Linked DNA regions of Sus scrofa: region 2 is linked to region 1. The links are chromatin contacts, called in public HiChIP or PLAC-seq maps. All regions are on one chromosome and are shown on one strand. Each heading gives the region's core, a stretch centred on a gene start, on an enhancer-like site or on the middle of the called end of the contact. The rest is flanking DNA. Distances are from core to core; before and after follow the strand shown. Region 1 holds the start of NDUFC2 (NADH dehydrogenase (ubiquinone) 1, subcomplex unknown, 2, 14.5kDa). Region 2 holds the start of NARS2 (probable asparagine--tRNA ligase, mitochondrial).

What was found. HiChIP or PLAC-seq counts read pairs in DNA pulled down with a chosen protein or histone mark.
Region 2: a contact with region 1 is called in an H3K27ac HiChIP or PLAC-seq map of alveolar macrophages. The contact joins the promoter of NARS2 here to the promoter of NDUFC2 in region 1. A contact is called at or near these places in 1 of 5 promoter capture datasets (liver) and 2 of 2 datasets of contacts at active chromatin or transcription factors (alveolar macrophages and skeletal muscle).

The regions. Positions count from the first base shown.
Region 1 is chr9:12,490,910-12,494,012 of Sscrofa11.1, forward strand. It overlaps NDUFC2 (NADH dehydrogenase (ubiquinone) 1, subcomplex unknown, 2, 14.5kDa), which reads right to left and starts at 1,598. Exons shown (of 3, transcript NM_001244743.1): 1 at 1,309-1,598. The coding sequence starts at 1,483.
Region 2 is chr9:13,009,251-13,012,353 of Sscrofa11.1, forward strand. NARS2 (probable asparagine--tRNA ligase, mitochondrial) reads right to left here and starts at 1,647. Exons shown (of 14, transcript XR_002335551.1): 1 at 1,165-1,647.

The DNA of each region.
Region 1 (3,103 bases), core at 348-2,847:
AGCGGGGTGATTCCTGGTTGCTTGAACCACTGTATAAGCTTTCTTCCTAAATGGGCTCCTTTGACTCCAATCAGTTCCTGACAAAGCTGACCTTTTATTTATGCTTTTTTTTTAGGGGTGCACCTGTGGCATATGGAAGTTCCCATGCTAGGGGTCGAATTGGAGCTGGAGCCACAGCCACAGCAACTTGGGATCTGAGCCAAGTCTGTGACCTACCCCCACAGCTCACAGCAATGCCAGATCCCTGGCCCACTGAGAGGAATCAAATCCGCATCTTCATGGATACTAGTCAGATTCATTTCCGCTGCATCACAACGGGAACTCCCAAGCTGACCTTTTAAAACACATGTCTGATGCCTGCACTTTCCCTCACAGCTCTCAAAAGCATGTAAGGTTCCTGTATGCCTAGAGAACAAACTGCCATGATCTACCTAAATCTTTGTTGCCTTATCACCCTACTCACTCATCTTCCCCTCATTCACTCCCACTGGCCTCTCATGGGCCTGGAAGGCTCTAAGTATCTGTCAAAATAAATATCAAAGCTGAGTTCAAAGACACCTTCTACAGTTTCCCTCTTTTCTCTTCTGCAGCCCTTAGTACAGCTACTGTGTTACCTACTACCAGTGTTGATCTCTGGCAGGTGGCCACTGACCTATAGGAAATACAACCCAGTGGTTTAGAGCCTCCTACTCTATGTGAGGTCTCCAGACCAGCAGCATCTGAGAGAATGTGAACATCAAAACTGTCGCCAGATCTAAGGAATCTGAATCCGCATTTGAACAAGACCCCCAAGTTATCAGTATGCACACTAAATCTGAGAAGTGTTGGTTCTGAATAGAGACTCTGAGGTTTGAAAACAGAACGCGCCACATGACCTTGGGCAAGCTGCTTTAACCCCTCTCAGGCTCTGTTTCCCCACTGTGGATAATCCCCCCTCCCCCAAGGTGTTGGAAGACTAAATGCTATAATGCACGCAGTGTTAGTAGTGCACTGCACAGACTGATCACCCATTTTTGCACACCCCACAGCGCAGAGAGGGGAGCAGGGAGTTCACACCTGGTCCTTACAGACTCACTGTGAGGTCGTGGTTTGCATTGCACCCTCGGTTGGACCTGAAGTGCAATGACGCTCTAGTCGGGCCCGATGCTGAGGAGCTGAGCGGGCACGCAAACCTCAGGAAGGCGAGGCGGGGCCTTTTAGGCGAAAGGCCCTGAAAAGCGAAGGCACCTCGCGCAGCCTGAGGTGGAGCCGGCCCTGAGCCCCGCGACCCCCACTCCTCCCATCCGATCCAGCCCGCGCAGCCCTCACCGGCCGACACCACTGGCCTCCGCCGGATCGCGTTATCAATCAGGCCGGAGCAGTAGCCCAAGAAGCCCATGTAGACGAGCCGCGGGTCGGTTAGCTTGGGCGGCGGCAGGCTCCGGGCCTCATTCGGAAGGAACTGTAAGGGCACTCGGCCCGGCCGTCCGCTCATCATGGTCATGCCGTTCCCACTTGAGGCCTGGTTTCAGGCCGCCAACTACAAAGAAAAGCACCACGACCACTGCAGGAGCCCAAGCCACAAGCCTTCTCCTCCGAGCGCGGGGCTGAAGGGCATCGCGCAGGGCGGTGCGGCGCCCAAACGCTTCCCCGTGCGCGCTGCTACCGGAGCCGCGGAAGCGAGGTTCCGGGCTACTAAGTGGCCCACACTGTTCGCCTGACTCCCGGCGCTGACTCCACTGGTGGAGTTTTGGAGGCTTGGTTCCTGGGGTCGAGATGCCAAGCAAAACGAGCCCCCCCCACACCCCTTTTCTCTCTCTCTCTCTCAACCTCCCAATCGCAATTGCCTCTCCTTCCCCGAATGTTCCTTCAGCAAGAATTTATTTTTGCATATGACATTAACAAATGCGTTTGATGGTTAGTTTTAAGAAACGTAATTAATTACATTTTTATAAAAGCTAGTTTTCACTTTTTGGGTTTCCCATCGTTCATTCGCACAGACACACCTTTCAAAATCTAAAATTAACGTCCAGTCAGCCATAAAGAATTCACAGAAGTCAAGACTGGGTCATGTAGCCAAAATCGAAATTTAGCCTGGGTCTTCAGGTCCTTGCCCGTGGCTGGGAGACGAGCTATTTCCTAAAGGTTTGAGGAGTGAAAAAAAAAAAAAAAAAAGAAGGAATCCATAACAATCTGTCAAGTAATTGTCCAGTCTCCACTAGCCCGCCTCCAATACTGAAGCACTCAGATCTCTGAATAGCTCTCTGTCTAGACAGCGTTTCCTAACAAGGAGCTAAAATGTCTTTTCTTGTCTATTCTTTAGCGGGATCAACATTTTATCTAGAGAAATATTCGTTAAACCAGAGGTTCATGCAAAGTTATATGCATCAGGTATTGACCTTCAAAGTGGAAGAATATATCAATTAATAAAAGATGGGTCTTTTATGCCTACAAAAAGCACTTCTAGATCTGTGTATATTTCAAGTTAGGGTTTTCTAAAGGAATGTATATTGGAACAGTTTTCTGGAAGGCAGCAAATGTTCCAGAGGTCAAAATTCGCTTTTTGACCCAGTAATTACATGTCTGAGGAGCTCTCTTGCGTAAATACTAGTATAATATACAAAAAGTTTTATTGTGCAATCTTTTTTTTTGGCATGCCTGCAGCATATGGAAGTTTCCAGGCCAGGGGCTGAATCTGGGCCACAGGGGTGACTGGGATTCCTAACCCACTGTACCACAAGAGAGATCCCTGCAGTCTTTTTTTTTTTTTTTAACTAAATGTTTCTTTTAAAATTATATCAAAAGAATGAAAACCACCAAAAATCTATTTCAGGATTATGCAAATTTTCCAGCACTAGATGAACCACTAGGCAAACACAAATATTCCAGTGAGGTTTACACATTTTTTTAGTATTTCTGCTGCTGAAGCGTGCACCTTCTGTTCATTTTTCTTTCTTTCTGTCTGTCTTTTTAGGGCTGCACCCCCGCCATATGGAGGTTCCCAGGCTACAGGTCATATTGGAGCGATAGCTGCTGGCCTATGCCACAGCCATGCCAGATCTGAGCCGTGTCTGCAACCTACACCACAGCTCATGGCAACACTGGATCCTTAACCCACTGAGCG
Region 2 (3,103 bases), core at 397-2,896, 520 kb after region 1:
TATAAAAAAGCAGAGACACTGTGCATTCTTTTTTGTTCTTCAAAGTTGGTGTGTATTTTACAATTACAGTACCTCTCAATTCAGTCTAGCCACATTTCAAGTGCTCAGGGCCCTAAGTGCCAGTAGCTTCTAAATTAGAGAGTAGGGCACTAAAAAGAAATCCTTTAACGGAGTAGGCTCTGTTCTCATCTCTGAATCCTTTCTAGGCTAGCATACAGAAGGCATCATTAGTGTATGCTGAATAGATTAATGCCAGAAAATATTTTGATTTGGATCTCAGAAAGAACCCCCAAAAATGCAAGGGGGGAAACTGGTCATACTGCTACAAATCAAAGATAGATGAGGACGACAAAAGTAATTGCATCAGTGTGATTCAGCAACCTAATAAACCAAACCACCTTGTTTGGTCTGGTCCTTCTGTGTGGAGCTGCTGCAAATTATAGTATTAACAAAGAAATGAGAGCAGCTCGTCTTTACCGACTGTGGGACACTGTCCCAAATTTTTCTAACTAACTTTTCGGACTCTGTGAGACAGGGACTATGATCATTTCCATTCTCATAAGAGGAAAGTGAGGTTCAGAGCACATGAAGGGCCGTGCCCCAAACTGACAACCTACTAAACAGCAGAAATTTAAACCTAGGCAGCTTGACTCCAGATCTCCTTCGAACTGCTACACTCCACTCTTTCTCCTAATTTATTAAACAAAAGTTATACGCAAAGCCTCATTTTAGGCACTGAGGTGGTTAAAAGTTGACCTAAGAGGTCTGGTTTGGTTGAACAAATTTTTCTGTCAGCCATGTGTGAATACCAAGACAGGTAAGAAAAGGCTCCTGGTCTCAAGGGGCTACTTAAGTGTGAATACACATAAGGGACAAAGGAAAAGGGGCTCGTTCGTTTTTCTGCAAGATTAACAAGTCTACATATAATGCCGCGGTATCACGAAAGCCAAGTTCCAGCACTTTCCAAGTATCTAAACAGTTTTCCGAAAACTACCAAGCCAAGAAAAGGAGAAAAACGTGGACGCACGCACACGATTGCTTAGCTTTTCTAACTTTCCCCTGCCGGTCATTCTGTCCGACCCGACGGGACCAGGGAAGCCTGAACTCGGATGTGCCAAATCGGTCAACGAAAAGGACAAACCTACCCGCTTTCGACACACTAACCTGGACCTTAACGCGCTCCCCATTCACGTTCTGGGCACCGAGAGCGTCCCGCACGCTCAGTTTTGTTGAAGGTTTGTGCCTTGGGCAGGGAACGGAGGAACAGGAGCGCAGGGCTCGGAGGAGACACCGGGCCCCGAACATCGCGCGGCTGCCCAGGCCCTCCTCGTGACCTGCCCTGATGCAGGGAGCGTTCGGACGCAGCCCGCGGGGACCCTCTCCTCGCCCCTCTTCCGGGCCGCAGCAAGCCCTTAGGCGCTCGAGACCCCTTCCCCTTCAAGGGTCCCAGCTCGGTCCCCACGGAACCTCTGCTGCTTCCCGCTTCCCTAAAGGGCGGAACGGAGACAACACATTCAGCAGCAAACGCCAAAAACAAACCGCGCGCCTTGGGCACGCGGGACACCCCACAGACCCTCACAGATTCTAAACCCACGCCTGAGTAGCTGCAGAAAGAGGCGCGGCCCCCGCCCCTACGTCACCACGCCAAGGCCAACGTCATCACGCTGCCGGGAGGTTCAGAGGGAGCATGCGTACTCGTGACCCCAGTTAAAGAGGAGGCGGGGCGGAGGAAGGGAAGGGGTCGGGAGCTGAGATAGGGCGGAGCTAAGACACAAGAACCTTGCGTTGAAGGAACCGGATAGTCTACTGGGGGCTAGATCCGAGTGACTGATGCAGAAAGAAGGCGGCCAAGAGGAGACTCTTGATTGTTGAGAAGATTAGCGTGAGGGGATCAGTCTTTGCGAATTCTGAGAACAGAGAAAAACAAAGCACAGACCCTGGTAAAGTTACAGGTGGGTGGTACCAGACATCCAAACAGCTGAATAAATGGGGGATCAGTTCCCTGGCAGAGCCCAAGCGCAGTATGCCAAAGATAGCTCGCCGGAAAAGGTAGCGCTTTGACAGGTAAGAGTAAGTGAAGAGACCTTGGACAGACGAGTCAGAGAAGGCGGGACAGTGGAGGAGTGTTGGGCATTGCCTGCCAGAATCTTCAAGTCTCGCCCTCTCCTTTTTCCAACACATTTATCTGCATTTGTTTGACGTGGAAATGATGGCTTGTTCATGAATTAAGCCACCTTTCAAATGTATCCCCCCGAATAATTTTATTTCCTGTAACTCATGGATGAATTAGTTTTCTAATTAAAAGATAGAAGTAAGGACTACTTACTTATTATGCCATTTTGCAATTATGCCCTTTTTTTGTGAACTTAGGCACGATGAAGTTAAATGAATTGCTCAAGGATATACATTCTATAAGATTTAGACTCGGAAATCCTGGCTCCTTGCACTAAACTATTATGCTATCAGTGTCTCAAGGTGGGAAATAAAACCATGGTTCCTTCCATCAAGGAATTCATGGTCTTGACATGATGGAGACTAGCAAGAAAACAGAGAATTGTGATATAAACCAGTAAGTACCAATATGCATGTATGAGCCAAATGGAGAGGTGGCAAAGGAGATAATTAAGCTGAGTTTTGGAGGAAGATCAGAATTTTGTCAGATTGGGATGTAGAAAGAGTATTTCCTGCCAGAAGATGGGCAGGAAAGGTTTCCAGGAGGGCAGACAGCCTGGAAGAATTGTAAGACTATTCTCAAGACAGACTAGAAAATACCCCCCTAGTTCTTGGACACTTCTCAAACCTTGAGAGCAGAAACACGGAAACTTGCTGCCAAATGCCGTCAGAATTATGTGAGCTATATGCCTTAAAAAATGTTTGCCTTTGGTATTGTTTGCAAAATCTGAGAAGACAGTCTGAGACACATAGAAATAACGTAGTCTGGTTCAAATCTCCTCTTTGACTACCTTTCAAAGGGACCAAAAATAGTGACCAGCTGGCTCACTTCCTACCCAGGCCATTTGTCTGGCTAGCCTTTCTTTACCAAGTCCCCTTAGTATGCATCTTAAGAACTGTAGTACCAGTGTCAGAGAGGAAGGATCCTGAC